2 separate regions of the Oryctolagus cuniculus genome follow, and region 1 is linked to region 2. The links are chromatin contacts, called in public Micro-C maps. All regions are on one chromosome and are shown on one strand. Each heading gives the region's core, a stretch centred on a gene start, on an enhancer-like site or on the middle of the called end of the contact. The rest is flanking DNA. Distances are from core to core; before and after follow the strand shown.

The links. Hi-C and Micro-C count contacts between places; a contact is called where the count stands out from the background.
Region 1: a contact with region 2 is called in a Micro-C map of ear pinna, with 19 times the contacts expected there. The contact joins two enhancer-like sites. A contact is called at or near these places in 4 of 6 Hi-C or Micro-C datasets (ear pinna, psoas muscle, skin fibroblasts and 1 more).

What each region holds. Positions count from the first base shown.
Region 1 is chr16:17,609,797-17,614,488 of mOryCun1.1, forward strand. No RefSeq gene overlaps it. Among named protein-coding and RNA genes, the nearest start is that of MIR148A, 89 kb to the right of the region's middle. Within about 2 kb of position 2,730, at least 3 of the 8 cell types and tissues checked have an H3K27ac peak or open chromatin away from gene starts, as enhancers often do. A contact at or near this core is called in ear pinna, where this site is marked.
Region 2 is chr16:17,206,223-17,211,048 of mOryCun1.1, forward strand. No RefSeq gene overlaps it. Among named protein-coding and RNA genes, the nearest start is that of NPVF, 210 kb to the left of the region's middle. Within about 2 kb of position 2,484, at least 1 of the 8 cell types and tissues checked has an H3K27ac peak or open chromatin away from gene starts, as enhancers often do. A contact at or near this core is called in ear pinna, where this site is marked.

The sequences.
Region 1 (4,692 bases), core at 1,480-3,979, 400 kb after region 2:
TGGCCGCTGTGACCGCCCAGGGGGCGTGGATTCCAGGAGCAAAGTAAAATGTGACTCGGAGACCTTTCAGTGTGCTAGTTTTCAACTCGCAATCTCCCTGGAAGTGTTTGCCTCCCGCCCTTGCGTCACACTCCGCGGGTGTCGATGTGGCACTGACATCTGGGCGGGTGGCTGGGTGCAGGGAAGGGAGGCTCTCCGCCCCCAGAAACAGACATGGGTGCAGACCGGCTCTGGTTGCTGGGGGTGATGACATACACAGAGTCACCAAACAGGGCTGAGGAAGACCACAGCAGCGGGCCACTTTTCCACAGGGTACCCTTGTGTATTGGTCACCATTTAGCGAGCCGATGGTCACCTCTCCCCCTCGCCAAAGCCACCGGCTTCGGTTGTCTACCATGCACACACCAAATGTGCTTCCAGTGAGGTTTCTTTTTTTTTTATTTTTTTTTATTTTTTATTTTTTTTTTCTTTTGACAGGCAGAGTGGACAGTGAGAGAGAGAGACAGAGAGAAAGGTCTTCCTTTGACGTTGGTTCACCCTCCAATGGCCGCCGCGGCCAGCGCGCTGCGGCCGGCGCAGCGCGCTGATCCGATGGCAGGAGCCAGGAGCCAGGTGCTTTTCCTGGTCTCCCATGGGGTGCAGGGCCGAAGCACCTGGGCCATCCTCCACTGCACTCCCTGGCCACAGCAGAGGGCTGGCCTGGAAGAGGGGCAACCGGGACAGAATCCGGCGCCCTGACCGGGACTAGAACCCGGTGTGCCGGCGCCGCTAGGCGGAGGATTAGCCTAGTGAGCCGCGGCGCCGGCCTTCCAGTGAGGTTTCAACACCCTGTGGCGATGCTGCGATACAATGAGTGAATAAAAACGAGTGGGTGGGAGGGTGGGTATGGTGGGACGAATCGCTATATTCCTAAAGTTGTATTTATGAAATGCACGAGGTGTGTATTCCTTAAATAAACTGTTTCTTTGGGGAAAGAAAATCTGTGTGTGAAGACAGCGAGACCCCGAAACTCTGACCAGTGGTTACAAGTGGTGGGGACTTTCATTATGTTCTGTACCTGTATCATCTCAAGTGGTCTGTAATGAGGATGGATTCACTTTTAGCGCACACACACACACACACACACAAACCATATAGCAGAATCACTTAAAAAAAAGCATCGTTAATTTTTTAAACACCGAATTTTCCTTAACTTGAATCATGAGGCCTAGGACTCTCATCTTTTTATTTTTCAGTTTATTTATTCTTTATGTATTTGAAAGAGAGAGAGAGAGTCTTCCATCCACTGGTTTACCTCCCATGCCAGCGATGAAATTCCTGCCCCAGGCCCCCTTCTCTTCAGAGCTAAGATGACTCTGTTAAGAATATATTTCTATTTTACAACTAGTTTTCCTCAGCCTTTCCTCTGATACTTCAAACTTCCGGGCGGGTGCTTGGCCTAACGGTCAGGACTGCCCTGTCCCATAGCAGAGTGCTGGGATTCCTGACTCCGGCATCCTAACTAATGCACACCTCGGAGGCAGCAGGTAATGGCTCAGAGCTGACTTCCTAACACTCACACACAAGACCTGGGCTGAGTTCCCGGCTCCCAGCTCCTGGATGGGCTGTTGTAGACATTTGAGGAGCAGATCAGCAGGAAGATCTCTTGGTCTCACTCTCTAATTGCAAGTTCTATTGACCGTAAGGGGAATGTGGGGAGAGATACGTGGCTGACCTGGTGCGTGCACCTGTTTGGAGCTGGTGCCACCCAGAACAGCTCTGTGTAGCCCTCTGCTCTGGCCCCTGGGGCTTCTTAGGCTTGCAAATGTGATTGCCCCAAATTCATATGTGCTGGGAGGGTCACATGCGCATCAGATAATGAAGATATGGGAATCAGAAAAAAGTTTATATTGCATTACATAAAAAGAATTCTTAAAGTAATGCTACTACCTATTTCTTTTTGCTCCTAGAAGTGTGCAGTTGCCTGTGTGGCTGATCTTACAGCCCGGGTGGGACACAGCACCCTAAACACACGACTGCGGGTTCTGATTCAATCCTCCCTCTCCCAGCTTTTAGCAAAATACACTGATATACACAGGATGCTGCTGTGAGCCGCATCAACGACGAAACGTGTTGTCCTGCCCTCGCCCCAGGTTGTAGCATGCAGCAACTGCCAGGGCGCTCCCGAACTTCCAGACCAGTGCGGGGACGAGAGCACCCACAGCGCCCCTCGGGAAGGCCACCGTGCCTTTCCGCAGACCGACGCAGACCGACGCAGCCCGCCTGGCTCAGACCTCACCCCACTCCCAGCACCGGCCTCCGAGCCAGCCTCCACTTGGGGCGACCTGGAACATCCCCCGCTCCCCCAGGGCCGCATGAGAGGGACTTCCTGCGAGTGGCTGGTCCTGGGCCAGCCCTCCAAGCCCCCTGGCGTGGGCAGGCTGGAAACGGCCGCTCTTCACCAGGCCGACTGCCCTGGCTGCCAAGCCGAGCTCGAAGCCGCAGCGTGGCTCCAGGCCATGACTCAGGGCCGCGTGATGTGGAGACTCGTGGGCTCGGCCCTCTAGCCAGAGGCTCTTCTCCAGCCCTGCCGCCACCCCAGCCCTGCTGAGCACCGCCTCCCCGCTCTGCAGCAGGCAGCAGGCAAAAACAGATCCCTTATCCCCGCCAGGAGCGGCCGGGGATAGCTTTTTGCCACGCAGGAGCCTCAGGAGCAACTTTTGTAAAAGAGCAGGGAGGCCACAGATCCTGCGGTTACGGGCTCAGGCCTCATCGGGCGGCTCCGAGTCCCTAACTCCGGGGTATGCCGGCTAAGGTGGCTGAGGCACGCCCTGTTTTCAGAGCAGTTTTCCTATCTTAATCATCGTTGCTAGGCTCCTCTGTCATTTCAGCAACCTCGGTAAATGCGATCTCTCCGTAAAGATAAAAATCTTTCTCATCACAGCGGAGCAGCTTCAAGCTTTTCTGCACAGACAAGACTCCAAAACCCCCACGCCGCCTCCGCTTCGCGTGTGCTCTGAAAGTTCTGGGCGCGGCTTATGTATGACAACAAGAAACCAGAACAACGGTGGTGATTTGGTTGGGTTTAAGGTTCTCAGGATGCAGACGGGATTTGGGAAGCCCTGTAATACACCCCCAAATCACCACGCCACTGAGGGATGCTGCAAAGGGCGACACCGTGAGAACAGAACGCACTTAGTTTTGGGGAGGAGGGGACGGGCAGCACACGCGGGGAAGAGTCACATTTGAAAGAGAATTTGGTTGTTTTTTTTTTTTTAATGCTTCATTACAGCCATCATCCCTCCATGCGCCCAGCAAAGTAAAGGTGCCATTTCTGCGCTTGCGGACACTCGCTGACAGCTCCAGCCGCGGGCAGACCCGGAGCGCGGGCGGGCAGGGGGGGAGGCGTCTGCACCTCCACCCCAGAGTGAATCCACAGTCTGCAGAAACACGAGGGCGCCCCCCCCCCCGCCGTGGCCGTGTCCCGCGGCCCTGCTTTCCCCCGCGGCCGCGGAGCCCCGTCTACAGGGCCGGGTTTTGATCCCCAGTCTCGCATTTAAACGTCTGCCCCTTCGCCCCATTTTGCACTTTGGCCATTGGGTCCGCTGGATGTCCCGGCCGGCCTGCTCTTCCGGAGCGCTTTGTGCTTTCTTCCCCCCAACCCCAGGCTTCATCCAGCTACCTGGGCCCTAATAAGCAAATGCGCATACTTTAAAAAAAAAAAAAATCCGTCTACATCGCTTACAACCCGCGCAAAGCAGGCAGAGGCAGCAGGGCCGAGGTGAGACCCCGGACTTCGCGGCTCTATCCTGAGGCACGAGCGCCCCCTGGTGGTCCCTCCGGCCCAAGCACGGCCTGGTCTCGGCTCCTCCGAAGTTCAGGGAGTCCAGGCCCCTGCGGGCCGAGTGGCTCGCGCGGGCGCGCGGGGGCCCAGTGGCGTGCGGGCAGGCACTGGACAGACGAGGGTCAAAGTGAGAGGGAAGGGGACGTCCACAAACAAGTCCGGCCGCGAGGGCTCAGGCTTCTCCACGCAAAAACAGAAACTTTTTAGAGCCGGACACGAGATGCGTGAATCCCGAACCAGCTCCTCGCTGTACCCAGGAGAAACTGAGGCTCTGAAGTGGCGCGACGAGCCCGGGTACTCCCGCGTGCTCATGGCCGAACCGTCCCAGCCCGGGGTGACAGGGCTCGGGGGCCCGCACCGTGCGGCAAGACCGAGGAGCTGGCCCCGGGGTTGCCAGACGCAAAGAACAGATCCCCTTGCGAACAGCGTCCCCGGCCCCAGTCAACCCCGTCACGGGCTGGGGGCGGCCCCGCGTGGGAACGCGCCGCCGCCCCCGGGTCCCCGGAGCGCCGCGACCCGGCTTCCCAGGCCCCGGGCGCGAGGGCGGCCGAGACACAAAGCAGGCCCCGCGGGCGGCGCCCGCGGCTGCTGGGAGGCGGCGGGCCGCTTGATTGATGGGTGGAACCCCCGCCGCCTCACCGGAGGCGGCCGCCCAGCTGCGACTGCGGGCCCGGGGGTGGCCGGGCCCCGAGCCCCCGACGCCCCCGCCCCGGGCCTCCGGGAGGCTGATTTACGGCTGCGCCGCCGGACTGCGGCGAAACCACCTCTCCCGGGGAAACCCAGTCCCCGGGCTCTGCCCGGAAGAGGCCCCGAAAAGGGAGCCGGCCGGGCGGGCGCGGGGCGGGGGCGCCGGGCCTCGACTTCCCCTC
Region 2 (4,826 bases), core at 1,234-3,733:
CGGGTGAAGCTGCCACCGGGGATGCCCACATTCTATCCCACAGTGCCTGGTTCTTGTCCCTGCTGCTCTGCTTCTGAGCCGGCTCCCTGCTAACATGCCTGGGAAGCAGTAGGAGATGGCCCAAGTGCCTGAGTCCCTGCCACCCATGTGGGAGACCTGGATGGAGCTCCTGGCTCCTGGTTTCAGCCTGGCCAGGCACCTGCTGCTGTAGTGGTCGTTTGGGAGTGAACTTGCAGATGAAAGATCTCTCCCTCTCTCTGTAGCACCCCTTTCTATCACTCTGCCTTTTGAGTGAATAAATCAATAAACCTTTCAAAAATAAGCTAAGAGAGGTGGAACACATGGACCAAGGGGATGATTTAAGGGGGTGAATAGGGCTGAACACGGCAGCAGACCCCGTGGGGGTCGGTGGGCAGAGGTGATGGACATGAGGCAGTGGGGAAGACCAAGGCAGACCATAGAAGTGGGGAACCAGATGAGGGGACCATGGCTCATCCTCCTTTTTCATTCTTTCTGGGGGTCTCAAACACTTCTCGAGGGCTTTGCCAGCCTTGTGGATATTAACTTGTGTGTTGGGAAACAAGTGAAATAGGCCCGGCTGTAGCGATCTCTCCCGTCATGGATGGCTGCCCCACGCCAGGCGGTGCTAAGCCTCCCCAGGTGTGATCTCATCCTGCTCTCCAGGCGCCCTGTGATATGGACACTGTCATGACCCTCGGTTTACAGACAAGCAATTCTAGTGTCCTCAGACACACACGTGTGCACAGACCATACTTAAAATGCTGGCATTCAGTGTCCCAGTGTGCTCATGCATTTCCCAGGCGTCTGGAGAAGCCTCGCCTCCACTGTGGGATGACTCTTTCCTTTTCGGGATGAGGCCTGCTCCTGGGAAAGAGTGACGCACCACTGAGTGTTCTTAGGAGCCTTGAGTGGACACAACAGGGTTTTTCTGAAGGTGAATGCATGGCTGAAAATGTGTGATCCTGTATAGAACTCCTGCTGCCATTCTGCAGAGGCCCACACGGTGGCACCAGCCCACCAGTGATCCGCACCCTGTTCTGTTGATGCTTTCTGAAGAAATCCAAGTTTGGGAAACCTAACCGGCCCCTATTTTCTCATCTGCGATTTCATCAGGACCCATGATTTTCCAATACTGGATTAAGAAAAACAAAGGAGAATAAATAAAAAACTCGGACAAATTACACCCCCGTTTCCAACGACGTTCAGCTTCTTGTTCAGAACTGCTGGGAGGCGATTGTTGCACACCTGTCAGGTTTGAGGGTGAATTTCCTTTTTGTTGTTGTTGTTGTTGTTGTTGTTTTCTTTTTTTGCAAACAGAGCACATGGAACAAAACTAGGGTGTAGGAAGATGGCAACGATACCAAACAAACAGCCCATAAGTTACGGAGGGGAGGAAGCTGGCACAGCCAGAGGGTACTGTAAGTTGTATTTTTAAGAAATGGGGGTGACAACTTTTCTTGACGAAGAGAAAGCTTTCTCTTCACAGGCACAGTGCAGACCTCACTAGGAGACTTTTCCAATCGATGTTAGCCTTATCACCCCTCTCCCAGGCCTGTGAAGTGGTGGTTGTAATGTCTGTTGTTAGTTAAAGGCCCCTGTGCACTGGCTGAACGGTTAAGTATTTGATGTTTTCGTCTCACTCCTGACTGAGGACCTGGGTCTCTCCTTTGTTTTATTAACAGCACTAAATCCAGCTTGCCCGTGACCCTGGGGAGGGCGAAATGCCGTGTTTATTTATCCACTTGGAAGTGGCATTAAAGCATCATTTTCCTCCCCAAACAATGTGCTCTAAACATTCTCTCTGATTACACTGAAATTTTCGCCCGCCCGGCTAAGCCATCTATTTTAAGAGGCGTTTTCAAACAAGTGTGTGCAAGGACCCAAGTGTTCGGGATGCAAACCAGCCGCCCGCACAGCGTCTCGGGGCGCGGGTGCCTCCTAATAAAACACACACGCTGTGTGACGGCAGGCGTGGGAGGTCCGTTCGCATCCCTGGGAGTTTGCAGCATAAATTCCAAGGGAATTCGGAGAACAGACACTTAAAATAACACCAATAAAGTCACACCAACGGCACCACACTCAACGCAGACTTTTAATACGGTGTGAGCTTTATTAGGTAACACATTGCACGTTAAGCCAGAAAACAAAAACAACTAAATAGGCAAAACTTGGGATAATCCCTCTCTAAACGGGTAATGAGAAAGAAAGCTGAGAAAGCCACTCACTGAGTCGGATAACAAAGAGATTTTGTGTGGGGTGTCGCCACCCAGCCAGACTCTGAGTCTGTTGACTCAGAGTCAGACTCAGAGACTTGCCATCAGGGTTCCTGTGTGCAGAGTGGTGCAGCCTGGCTGGGCTGGTCTGCTCCTGGGCTGGCCACCGTGGGCCATCTTGGAATCTCGCCTGTATCGGGAACAAAGAGATGCCCAGCCCGGCTGCTTTATTCAGGGAAGTTGATCTTTGCGAAATGCATCCAACCTCTTCCTCCCCGTCCCGCTCCGTCTCTTTCAGGAAAGGTGATTCCTTTTACTTAGCCAGCGGAGCTGTGACTCTTTCCCACTGTTAACGACTAGTGTCAAACCGACTGATGTCCATGTTCTGTCTGGGAGAAGCCCTCGTTGGCTTTACTTCTCAGGGAGAATGTAGGCTTGGAACATTGAGATTTGAACAATTCATATTGATGGCTACCTTTGTTTATTTAAGGAGCTCTCCACATGTGGTGAAGGAGTCTCTGATGAATACTTATTTATAGAAACTTTGATAGAGGTCAAAGACAGTATTTTGTGGTTTTAGATTTCCTTTGGGGGAAGGGCATCTTAGTGGGGTTGATGGGCATTCTTTCCAAGTGGAAACAGTAATGTGTAGTGACTCCTTCGTGAACGGTGTGTGTGGTGGCTGCTTTTATCTTACCTCTATGGGATGGAGATTGTGATCCTAATCACAATAACCTGGCATAATGGCTCAGTAAGACTTCTCTAAAAACACAATAATGAACCAACGACTCATTGTCAAAGTGGTCCCAACGCAGAACATGAGTGAAATCTCAATCTGTCTCTCAAACAAGTTGACGCCAGATCTTGTAACTGCAGCTAAGTCTTTCTCTCAGCTTTCACTTCATAACTAGGGGTGGTCACCAGACAATACATTCTCTTTGATATCCCTTCCAGTCCCCTACTGGATACAGTGCAGCTTGCTCCTGGAGAAATTGAAAACGTTTTTGTTTGTTGTGGCTTAAATTATCTCCCAGCTTTTCCCCCCTACCCTACCCCAACCCTCCCCAACCCTACCCTCCCTCCCAGCTCTGGGTAGCTGTAGCTGATAATAGTCAGAAAAAAAAAAAAATGGGACAGCTCCAGAGAATAGAGCAACTGAGAACGGATTTTCACCACCCTAATTCCCTTTCGAAATAATGTTTCTGTTAGTGATTAAATAAGGAGCTTAGGAGGGGATGTCATGCAGTCTATAAATAAACTTGAGCATAAACTTGAGAACAGGCGTTTCCAGAGCCATGTTTTTACAATCTCGTCTCCACTAAACAAAACAATATTTCCTGGCACCTGTACACTCAAGGCTTCGTGTAGTTCTTATTATGGAGTTTCCTTTCTCCTTTCGAGATGAAAGATAATTACTGAATGTGATAGAAACTTTATAGCCATTAAAAATAGAACAGAAAAAAATGTTACCAGACTGCACCTTGTTCAAAATAAATAGGAAACAGGGCTGCAGGGGTACCCTGCACACACGGTGCTTGGCCTGCTTCTAAGCCTGCGTATAGGTTTCTTTCTTCTTGATTCTTTCAAATGATGCTTTAAGAACTCTGGAACATGTGATCAAGTCATTGCTTACATTTGAACTGAGTGGAAAGTCTGGCAAAAAATAGCTGGCTATGGAAATTTTCAAATGGCTTACCCCAGCGTTGCCCTTTTCCAATTAGCTTTGGCATTGCTCTGTTTAGATTTGAGCAGACTTAAGAAGAGGGATCAACACCCAAAAATATAGGGGTAGAAGCGGTAGTCCATGGGCCTCTTAACATTGCTCCATTCATCAAGACCTTCCTGGCATCTTCGTTACTGGGTGAGAGGAATGAGGTTAGAAGTGAAGTCAGCACACAGGCTGTCGGTGGGTGCCTGTTCCATCGAAGTCTGCTACAGCTTTACTGCTTTCACGGAAGTCCTGATCCCTTTCCCTTAGTTACCCAAAATGCTCAGATCTTAAAAAAAAAAAAAAAGTAATGGCATATGGTAAATCTGCAGAGATCTTTTGTAATTTTAATCTGAACGAAATCAGCTTTGCTGTTCTGAAAACGCATCCTTTTGTGGTTGAGAAATCAGGTCTTTGAAGGTGATTTTATGATTTTATTTTTCCAACTTAAATGTGAGATGTGTAAATGGCTGCGTGGGAGGATGGTAGTTAATTCCAGAACTGGTGGGTGGGGGTGCTCACAGTCCCGGAGCACAGTCCACGGGCTCCAGTCTATGGAGTTTGAGAAGTCACTGAAAACAGGGGCCAGCCCCCCTTCCACACACCCCACAATGCTTTTGTTAGCCAGGGGTTTTTGAACATTTAGCTTCTGTCAAAAGCAATTTTTTTTTTTTTTTTGTCAAAAGCAACTTAGCTTCTGAGCAACCTACAGGCAATATGGCATGGAATCCTCAAAAATGTTGGAAGTTGCCCCGTTTTGCAGGTCAGGAAGCTGAGACTGAGAGCCTGAGTGACAGGGTTCAGTACCACACACAGCTAATCAGGAGCCAGGGTTTGAATTCAGGCACTGGTAACACGGGTGCCACATGCTGTTCCGAGTAGTG